Regions from separate parts of the Mus musculus genome. Here all the other regions are linked to region 1. A link is a contact called in public HiChIP or PLAC-seq and promoter capture Hi-C data. All regions are on one chromosome and are shown on one strand. The core of a region is the stretch at or near the end of the contact, and the rest is flanking DNA. Distances in the headings are between cores, read along the strand shown.

The links. Promoter capture Hi-C pulls out the DNA fragments that hold promoters and counts their contacts. HiChIP or PLAC-seq counts read pairs in DNA pulled down with a chosen protein or histone mark.
Region 2: a promoter capture Hi-C map of neural stem cells shows a contact between it and region 1. The contact joins the promoter of Olfml2a here to the enhancer-like site in region 1. A contact is called at or near these places in 3 of 39 promoter capture datasets (the 3T3-L1 cell line, 3T3-L1-derived adipocytes and neural stem cells), 1 of 15 datasets of contacts at CTCF or cohesin (the NIH/3T3 cell line), 1 of 484 Hi-C or Micro-C datasets (muscle stem cells) and 1 of 9 other capture datasets (adipose tissue).
Region 3: a contact with region 1 is called in a FOXA1 HiChIP or PLAC-seq map of pancreatic cancer cells. The contact joins the promoter of Arpc5l here to the enhancer-like site in region 1. A contact is called at or near these places in 2 of 39 promoter capture datasets (3T3-L1-derived adipocytes and pre-B cells), 2 of 484 Hi-C or Micro-C datasets (cerebellum and uterus), 5 of 115 datasets of contacts at active chromatin or transcription factors (astrocytes, forebrain, large pre-B cells and 2 more) and 1 of 9 other capture datasets (liver).

The regions. Positions count from the first base shown.
Region 1 is chr2:38,619,946-38,622,645 of GRCm38.p6, reverse strand. The region is part of intron 5 of Psmb7 (proteasome (prosome, macropain) subunit, beta type 7); the gene reads left to right. Among named protein-coding and RNA genes, the nearest start is that of Psmb7, 23 kb to the left of the region's middle. Within about 2 kb of position 1,290, at least 69 of the 459 cell types and tissues checked have an H3K27ac peak or open chromatin away from gene starts, as enhancers often do. A contact at or near this core is called in the NIH/3T3 cell line, astrocytes, forebrain and 2 more, where this site is marked.
Region 2 is chr2:38,930,626-38,933,325 of GRCm38.p6, reverse strand. It overlaps Olfml2a (olfactomedin-like 2A), which reads right to left and starts at 1,346. Exons shown (of 8, transcript NM_172854.2): 1 at 1,145-1,346. The coding sequence starts at 1,249.
Region 3 is chr2:39,006,760-39,009,459 of GRCm38.p6, reverse strand. Arpc5l (actin related protein 2/3 complex, subunit 5-like) reads right to left here and starts at 1,321. Exons shown (of 4, transcript NM_028809.1): 1 at 1,116-1,321. The coding sequence starts at 1,264.

The sequences.
Region 1 (2,700 bases), core at 41-2,540:
ACATCTGTAGCAATTGTCACCCTCCATCTTAGTCCATAGGCATGGGGTTAGGTGGCCCTCTGTTTTAAGAGAATGTTTCTTGCCATAACTAGTGGTGTGTCACCACAATACATTAATAAGAAAACCTTTAGCATTTTAAGCCTAGATACCCCCAGATTTTAAGCTTTTCCTGGGAGTGTTTATAACCTGTCAGGTCCATGAGACCTTACAGTTACAATTGTGAGGAAAATCCCCCCCCCCCCCCCCCGTTCCCTTCAAAGGGTATTTTAAATATTTTCTTACATTTATGTGTAGAGAAGGAGCTGCATTGCTTGAGATACTAGTTTTTTAGTGAAGAATGTTGGATGATTGAGAATATATATTTTCCCAGCATATTAACTGGGAATATATTTCCAATAATTTATTGGGAATTAAAAGTCGACCCTGACATTGAAGTACATTTGTTGATGAAAAGGAGGCGTTCTTCCCCTCACGAGGGTTTAGATGTAATACTCAGTGCTTACTCAGGAGTGAAAACATCAAATTAAACTGTTTATGCTGACAAAGGACAAATCTGGATTTCAGCAAGCCATGCAAGATTGTCTGATTGCTTGCCCTGCCGCCTGCCTCTAAAGCTTTTGGCCAAGGCTTATAATGAAATGCATGCATACAATTAAACCTTTTCAAGTCTGTGGCTTAGTCTCTCTGAGCCTGGAGAGGTGCTCCACTGCTCTCTAGTGGCTGAGTGCAGTCCCCTGGCACCAGCATTGCTTTGTATTCATAAATCAGCTTTTCACACACTGGCATTGTTGGCCTCGGTGCAAGCACCAGTACCAGGAGACGAGGCCTTGGAGGCAGGAATGGAGTGAAAAATGACCTCCATCCATAGGTCCGTGGAAAGCACCAGGTTTTCTGCAGGAAGAGTGGCCAGTTGACTAACAATGAGCAAGTGTGAGTAAGCGCTCTGTCAGGAAGAGCTGACACTGATGGATTAGAAAGTTCTGCGTGACTCCTTTATCGCTGCATACATCTTCCACCTTGGCAGACCACAGTGGCAGACAGGTCCTTGGGTGCTTAAAACAGACTGCTCCTTAGCAGAGGCAGCCCTTTTTCCTGTGAAGATCTGGTAAAATTGATTTGGGGAAAAGCAGTGGGGATCCATTTCTTGCTGTCTCTTAGAACTTCTCGGCATTGAGAAAAGAAATTTTGAACACCTTGGTTCCCATTAAAGCTACCACTCAGGGACCCGTGGAGAATGAGTATATCAGGTCACTGCTGGAGGACAGGCAGCTTGTCCCTGAGTCATTACAATAACTAGTTTTCATTGAGCTCTGACTATGCCCCAGCATTCAGCTTTGTACACAGTGTCTTCCTCAGCCTGTAGGAGTCACTGATCAAACGTGAGGCAATGGTACCTTGTGCTCAGAGTGATGTACCCAGAGAGGCCAGGGAGCCCAGAACTGTTCCCTACCTGAGTAGCTGTGTGTTTACAGAGCTTGGGCAACTGGCATGTCCCGAGTTGCTTCGGAATTGGGCCTGGGCTTCCTAGCCTCTGAACTGTAGGTTTAAATCTTCAGTGTACTTATTACTAGCTGCTGTGCTGTAGGAAAATCATTTGAAACAAGTGGAGTATCAGTTCTAGTCTTTAAAATGGGGGCTATCCTCTACACATGGCTTCAGGGCTGAGGACTCTGGGAGCATCAGTCTGAGTTTAAGCCTGGGACTTAGAAGAAGCAGATTTCCTCCTGCCAGATTCTTAGAGCTTGGGTAGCAGCACAGTGTGGAGAAGCCTTTCAGTTTTGATTTCTCCAGTTGTCCAGTAACAGTGAGTATAGAATTGTTACGTTTGATTTAGTATTTAAGCAAACATTGATATATAAAAGAATATACCTCTCAAAACTAAAACCGCATACATTCTGTGTTAATGCAAGCATTTTAAAGCATACAGAGCAAGTAAATGGCTGTGAGTTTTCACAAGACGTTCAGAATTTATTCTGAATTCTTACAGAAAAACAGGTTTAGGCTGAACCATAGGTTGAGCATCCCAGCTCTGAAGTGTGAAATTGGGGATCTTGACTGCAGGTAGACACCACACTGGACTTCATGTGACAGGTTGCAGTGGGAACTGAGATCCCCTTACGTATTGCATAAAATTACCTTCAGGCTATGTGTATAGGTTGCATATGAAGCAGATGATTTCATGTGTAGACTTGGGTCCCATCCCAAGATATCTCATTATAATTGTATGTATGCACATTTCCCCAAATCCGAAATTCAAATTATTTTTGATCCCAATCATTTTGGATAAAGGCTATTCAATCTGCACTAATGCTGTTAAGTACCTTCTGAGGTTTCAGAAAATTAAGACTTAATTTTATTTTTGAAAAATGTGGCTATTGTAATATAAATACTCTAAGAACATATGCCTAAGTGTCAGTGCTAGACAATAACAATACATTTAATCATTGAAAACATTAACTAAAATTCAAATATATTTTTTGAGTTTTTAAGTAAAATGAAAGTTATAAAGCAATACAGATTGTATTCAGATGTGTGGTGATTAGGCTCACTGTGAGCATTAGCTCAATGCTCGACTCACTTACTAACCTTGACTTTAGCATTTGGCTTTCCTGTGTAAGACAGGTGGTGGAAGGGAGAAAGCCCTGTGACTCTCAGGAGGACGGTGTAGGACATTGGCATGGTGCTCGCCTGGCATGTGTG
Region 2 (2,700 bases), core at 97-2,596, 310 kb before region 1:
CTATGTTCTGGATCTAATCCGGGGCTTTGGGATTCCTGTGGAATCATCTACTGGGCAACTAGTGAGCAATGTGCTTAGCATTCTGCAGGTATACCTCACTAAGTCTAGAAATCAACTGAGTGAGTGGGTACAATGCCCCCCTCCCCATACTTATAAGTGAAGAGATGGTGGTGAATGTCTTTAATCTCAGCACTGGGGAAGCAGATGCAGTAGGATGTCTGTGAGTTTGAGGCCAGCCTGGTCTACATGTTGTGTGTGATCCAGGCTAGCCAGAATTATACACTGAGATCCTGTTTCAAGAAAAAACAGGAGTGGGGCTTGCACGCTTGCCTTCTTGCTCTCCCTCTGTCCTCCCCCCCCCCCACGTGCTCATGGCTGGCCTCTACTTCCCCCCCCCCAGTCCACCCCCCCCCCCTTTCTCTGTCTCTATTACCCTCTCAACTCCCCTCCCTATGCCCAGAGTAAACTCTATTCTATACAAAAACAAACAAACGGGAGGGGGGAGGTAGAAGAGGGGAAGGAGTGAGGGAGAGAGAAGGAGAGAGAGAGAGAGAGAGAGAGAGAGAGAGAGAGAGAGAGAGAGTGGTATAAAACACAGCTGACAGGTGAATACAGTATGAGAACTCAAGTCTCAGAGAAGATGGCAAGTGGGCGGGCCCAGATTCAGTGAAAAAGGAACTTTGAGTTCCCAGCCTCTCCTGAAAGCCTTGGTCTAAGGCCTACTGCAAACCTGGGAGTCCTTTGGTAACAGTTGTCCCTGGGTCTACCCCTAAGCGGTCAGCCTTCCATGGAAACTCTCAACCAGTTGCTCTTACTGTCCATTTTCTCTTGCTCGCCCACCCCAGTGCACTTGGGACATCCCAACTTGATCCTGGGTTTGAAGTCCTATCTCTGAGTAGTGATAAGGTCCAAAGCGCCTCTTCCTCGGGCTCCAGGACCTAAGTACCCTATCATAACCAGCGTTTCTTCTCGCACATGTTCCTTTCTCAGGGCTTTGATTCCAGGAGAGTCTAGACTAAGTCCCAACTCTGATCTGCCTTTCCCTAGTCCCCACTCCCTGCTGAATGCACCCTTCTTGGCAAGCACCGTCAGCCATAGCGCCCCCTCGCGCCGATCACCGCTTAGTTGTGCCAGGTTCCAGTACCTTACTGTCGGGCCACACAGGACCAGCCCGAAGCAAAACCAGCAGCAGCAGCACCAGCAGAAGCCTCAACTGTAGGTACCTAGGCAGGACAGCTGCCGCTTCCATGGCTGGATGGGCTCCGACACCTCTGCGCGCACGCTAGGTAGCGCCGGCAGTACTGCGAGCTCGGCCTGCAGCCCAGCTCTGCCGAGGGGGCGCCCCCCCAACCCCAGCCCGGTGCCCTAGTAGCTCTGCTAGAGGCGGAGCTAGGGTGGAGGGGTGCCCGCCCCTCCTCTCCCCTCTCCGCCCATCCTCTGCGGTCCCGCGTCTTTGCAATTTGTCTCTGGGAGAGGACTGTAGCAGCAGCCAGGCAGTAAGAGAGGTGCAGCCTCGCGACGTACTGGGGTCAGGTTCTGTGAAATGAGGGACCTCGCACGTGTCCTTTTGCCTTTTGAGATCCAGTTTCCCCATCGATAAAAGGGAGAAAATAGTCTCTTTGGAATGCTTGCAAAGTTCAAGTGATACTTCTAGTTTAGTCCTTGCTCTGACAAAGTCATCCTGCCTGCCCCCTCCCACTCGTCCCCCAACATTGTTGGTTCTAGCCTTTTCAAGGTTCAACCTCTTCTCTTCCACATCTTCCGTCTTTCTCCTCTCTCTGCTATGCCGAGAACAGCCCACTCCTTTGCATCCTCAGCAGAGCGTCTGATTTCTCAGTTTCCCAGGCAGCAATTGCTAGCTCCAGGGGTCTTAGGCCTCTGCTGCACCAAGGTGCTTGTGTTGGGTCTTTTGAGATCCACTGTAATGAAATTCAAGACGGTATCGCTTACCCTTCCTAATTTCATACTCTCTCTCTCTCCTCTTCTTTCTCTCTTCTCTTCTCTTCTCTTCTCTTCTCTTCTCTTCTCTTCTCTTCTCTTCTCTCTCTCTCTCTCTCTCTCTCTCTCTCTCTCTCTCTCTCTCTCTCTCTCTTATTTGCATCTGCTCTCCTGAAAGTGTGTGAGCCTGATGGTTAGGCCAACACACTTTTTCCTCCGTTGCTGCTTATTTTTTTTCAAGACAAGGCCTCTCACTGAACCTGGAGCCCTTTCTTTTGGCTACACTGGTTGGCTAGTGAGCTCTAAGGCCCCTCCTGTTTCTGCCTCTCCACTTCTGATGTTACTTACACACACACACACACACACACACACACACAAGACCACGACCACATTTAATGTGGATGCTGGGAGATCCCAATTCAGGTTCTTATAGTTGCAAAGCAAGCAATTGACTGTGGAGTCAGTCACTCCTTTGCATAGCCTCTGAGATCTGGCTCCTACTCTTTTAAACTGCCTCCCACCTCAGTTTCCCTTTGGGTTTCCCCTTTGATTTCAACGGGGGGGGGGGGGGTGTCCTTCCCAGACTCTTGAAGGCTCTTCTAACCTTCTGCATGCCCCATAGAGGCTGGGCTCCTTTTCTCTGTTGTCACTGAAGGTGACTCCTTTTCTGATCACTTGCATGTTTACCTGGCTTACTGAGCCTGGATTGCACTTGCAAGGAACACTGTCTTGTGCCCTGCATTCAGCCACACCCATTCACTC
Region 3 (2,700 bases), core at 72-2,571, 390 kb before region 1:
AAAAACCAATCTTCCCTCTAGGGGCCTTCTCATGACCCAATTTAACCATCAGAATGGTGCAGGAAATAAGTTTGAAATCTCCACATTTCAAAAACATATTCTTGTTCAGTCTAAAAGGGTTGTTTTCAAGATATATTAGAGGAGCACTATAGGACTCCTCCCAAAAGCGGTACACCTGACTTCCCAGGCTGAGTCAACTGATTAAACAGCCAGAACCTGATTTATATACAGCAAGAGCCTCCAACCCTACCCTGGCAAGTGCGGGGGAGGGGTACACACTTCCTGTCAAGCTATTTGAATAAAGAAAAAAAAAATCTTCCTGTGAGAATAAATCAGTTTCCTGTGGTGCTCAAACTGCTAAGAGACCAAGCCAGCTGTGACAATCACCTCTATTTTTACTCTTCTGTTCTAAATGCTTGTTTTCTGTGGCCACCAGCAGTCATTTTCAGTCGTGGGGAGCCACTTTTACATTTGACACTGTATGGTGTTTTTGAGCTCTGAATCACTAGCTTTTTCCACGCTTTCTGCACAAGGCGGTTAATGGCAGAGTCGCATTACTTGTTGAATGTACTTGGTCCATAAAGGCGCAAAACCCAACGTGCTGAGGAAAGTGGCGACAGGTGAGAAAAGGTAGCAGGCCATATCACACCTGAGGGCTGGACCTTAAAGCACACCTCCCCCACCTCCGCCCTCTAGTCAGTCTTCCTCCAACCATCCACCCACCTATTTTCACGCCGGGCTACAATCGGGCCCAAGAAAGCCAGTTAGACAAGCGCAGTAGGGCAGTGGCCCTGGCTGCTCAATGAATCCAAGGTGGTTCACCTCGGTCCCTCCTGAGGGCAGCACCTGGGAATGACCCCGCTTACTATAAGGAGGGATAAAGGGATACCAAGGCCGATGCACGGACACCCAGAAGGATGCGGAGCGCAGCAGAGCAGAGGGAGAGGAGCTCCAGGGCTGCGCTGCTGAGAAAGGCGTAAGGCCAACCACAGACCGGGAGAACCTGGGACTGACAGGAGCCGGGAGGGGCTGGGGTTGGGCGGAGGACCGGGAGACTGGGGCTGGGGTGATCAGGGTGCGAAGGCCGAGCCGGGCCGCCGCGCCGGGAAGGATATTGCCGCAGGAGCCCGTCTACCTCGCAGGGGTCGGGGCCTGGCTCGCCCGCCGCCGCCGCTGCCTCTTCGTGCTCGTCTACGAATTTGTTCTCGTCAAATTCGTCGATATCCACGCGGCGGAAGCGTGAGGACAGTGTGTTCCGGGCCATGGCGGGAGCGCGGCGGCCACTCAGCCGCCTAGGCTTCGCTCTTTCCCGGCTCCCCTCCGCACCGGCTCCGCTTGGGGGCGGGAAGCGGCCGCCAGGCACCGCCTCCCCTCCTCCGCGCGCAGCCGCCGTCGCCCGCCCACTTCCGGGATGCGCCGGAACCGGAAGCTCTTGTGGGCGGAACTGCGCCGTGGGATCGTGGAATGCTGATGAAGTGGTGTCAGGCGTTGCAGCCGTAACTCTGTCCTCTCCGAAGCCGGGCTGCTGGTATAGCCAGCGCTTCTGTCCGCTCCGGAGGAAGAAATCTTAGAGCTAAGGGATGGCAGGGAGTGACGCGCAGTGCCGGAGTCTCTTAAGCACTGACCCACAAGAGGACCCACTTTGTTAAAAGTAAACGGCTTTAAAGGCGTTGATGTGTAACCCAGGGGCTGGCAGGACGCTTGATAACATCCTTTCTTGAGGATGTAACGACTCCTGCGGGCGTTCCGAAAATTAAAGAGGATTCTGTGGCCACCTGTACTCCTGACTGAAGAGGCATATTTTAGGAGGCGAAAGCTGCAGAATCCCCAGGATTCTTTCTATTTCAGACGTAGGCTAAAATGAATCTTTTCTTGTAACTATATGAAAACTATTTAATAAAAAATATTAAAAAAAAAGAAAACTATTACATTTTAACCTAGTAGAACTCGAGCAAAAAAAATTAGGTGAGACATGGTTTTGCTCCTGCTACACATAGCGAGTAATGTGGCACATGCCTTATTCCAGCCCTTAGGAAGCAGTGGCAGGGGGTTCTTGTGAGTTCTAGATAGTTTTGACTACATAGTTCTAGATCAGCCAAGACTACAGAGTGAAACCCTGTCGGGAAATTTAAAAAAGAAAAAAAGTGCTATTCTTGGAGACCTGGGTTCAGTTCCCAGCATCCACATAGCAGCTCACAGTGCTCTGCGACTCCACCTCCAGGGAGATCCAGTCACCTCTGCCGGCACAGCACATACATGGTACATGTAAAATTTAAAAATGTAAGGGCTGTCTTAATTACATCAGGGATGGCAAAGTACAGTGCCTGTAAGTTTTTTGTCTTCAAAGATGGGGAATGTAATTGGGAATTCAAAAATATTGTGAATCCTGGGTTTAATCCTAGCACTACAAAAAATGTCCAGAAATATGATGTATATTTGTAACTCTAGTAGAATCCTGGTCATCTTTAGACTTCCATTTAAAACTAATCCACACTCGGTTCATTTCTCCTTATCCCATTTACAAAAGGCTTATTCATTCTATCCAACCAGTATCCCCATCCTGGGCCTGAAAAGCATTAAACCCTCAGAGACCTTCAAGACTGGCTCTGGAAACAGGCACACAAACACATGGCTTAACTCAGCTTGGTACTTAAGAGCACTTAGGATACAAGGGTACGCTGCTACACTTGGGATGGGAGG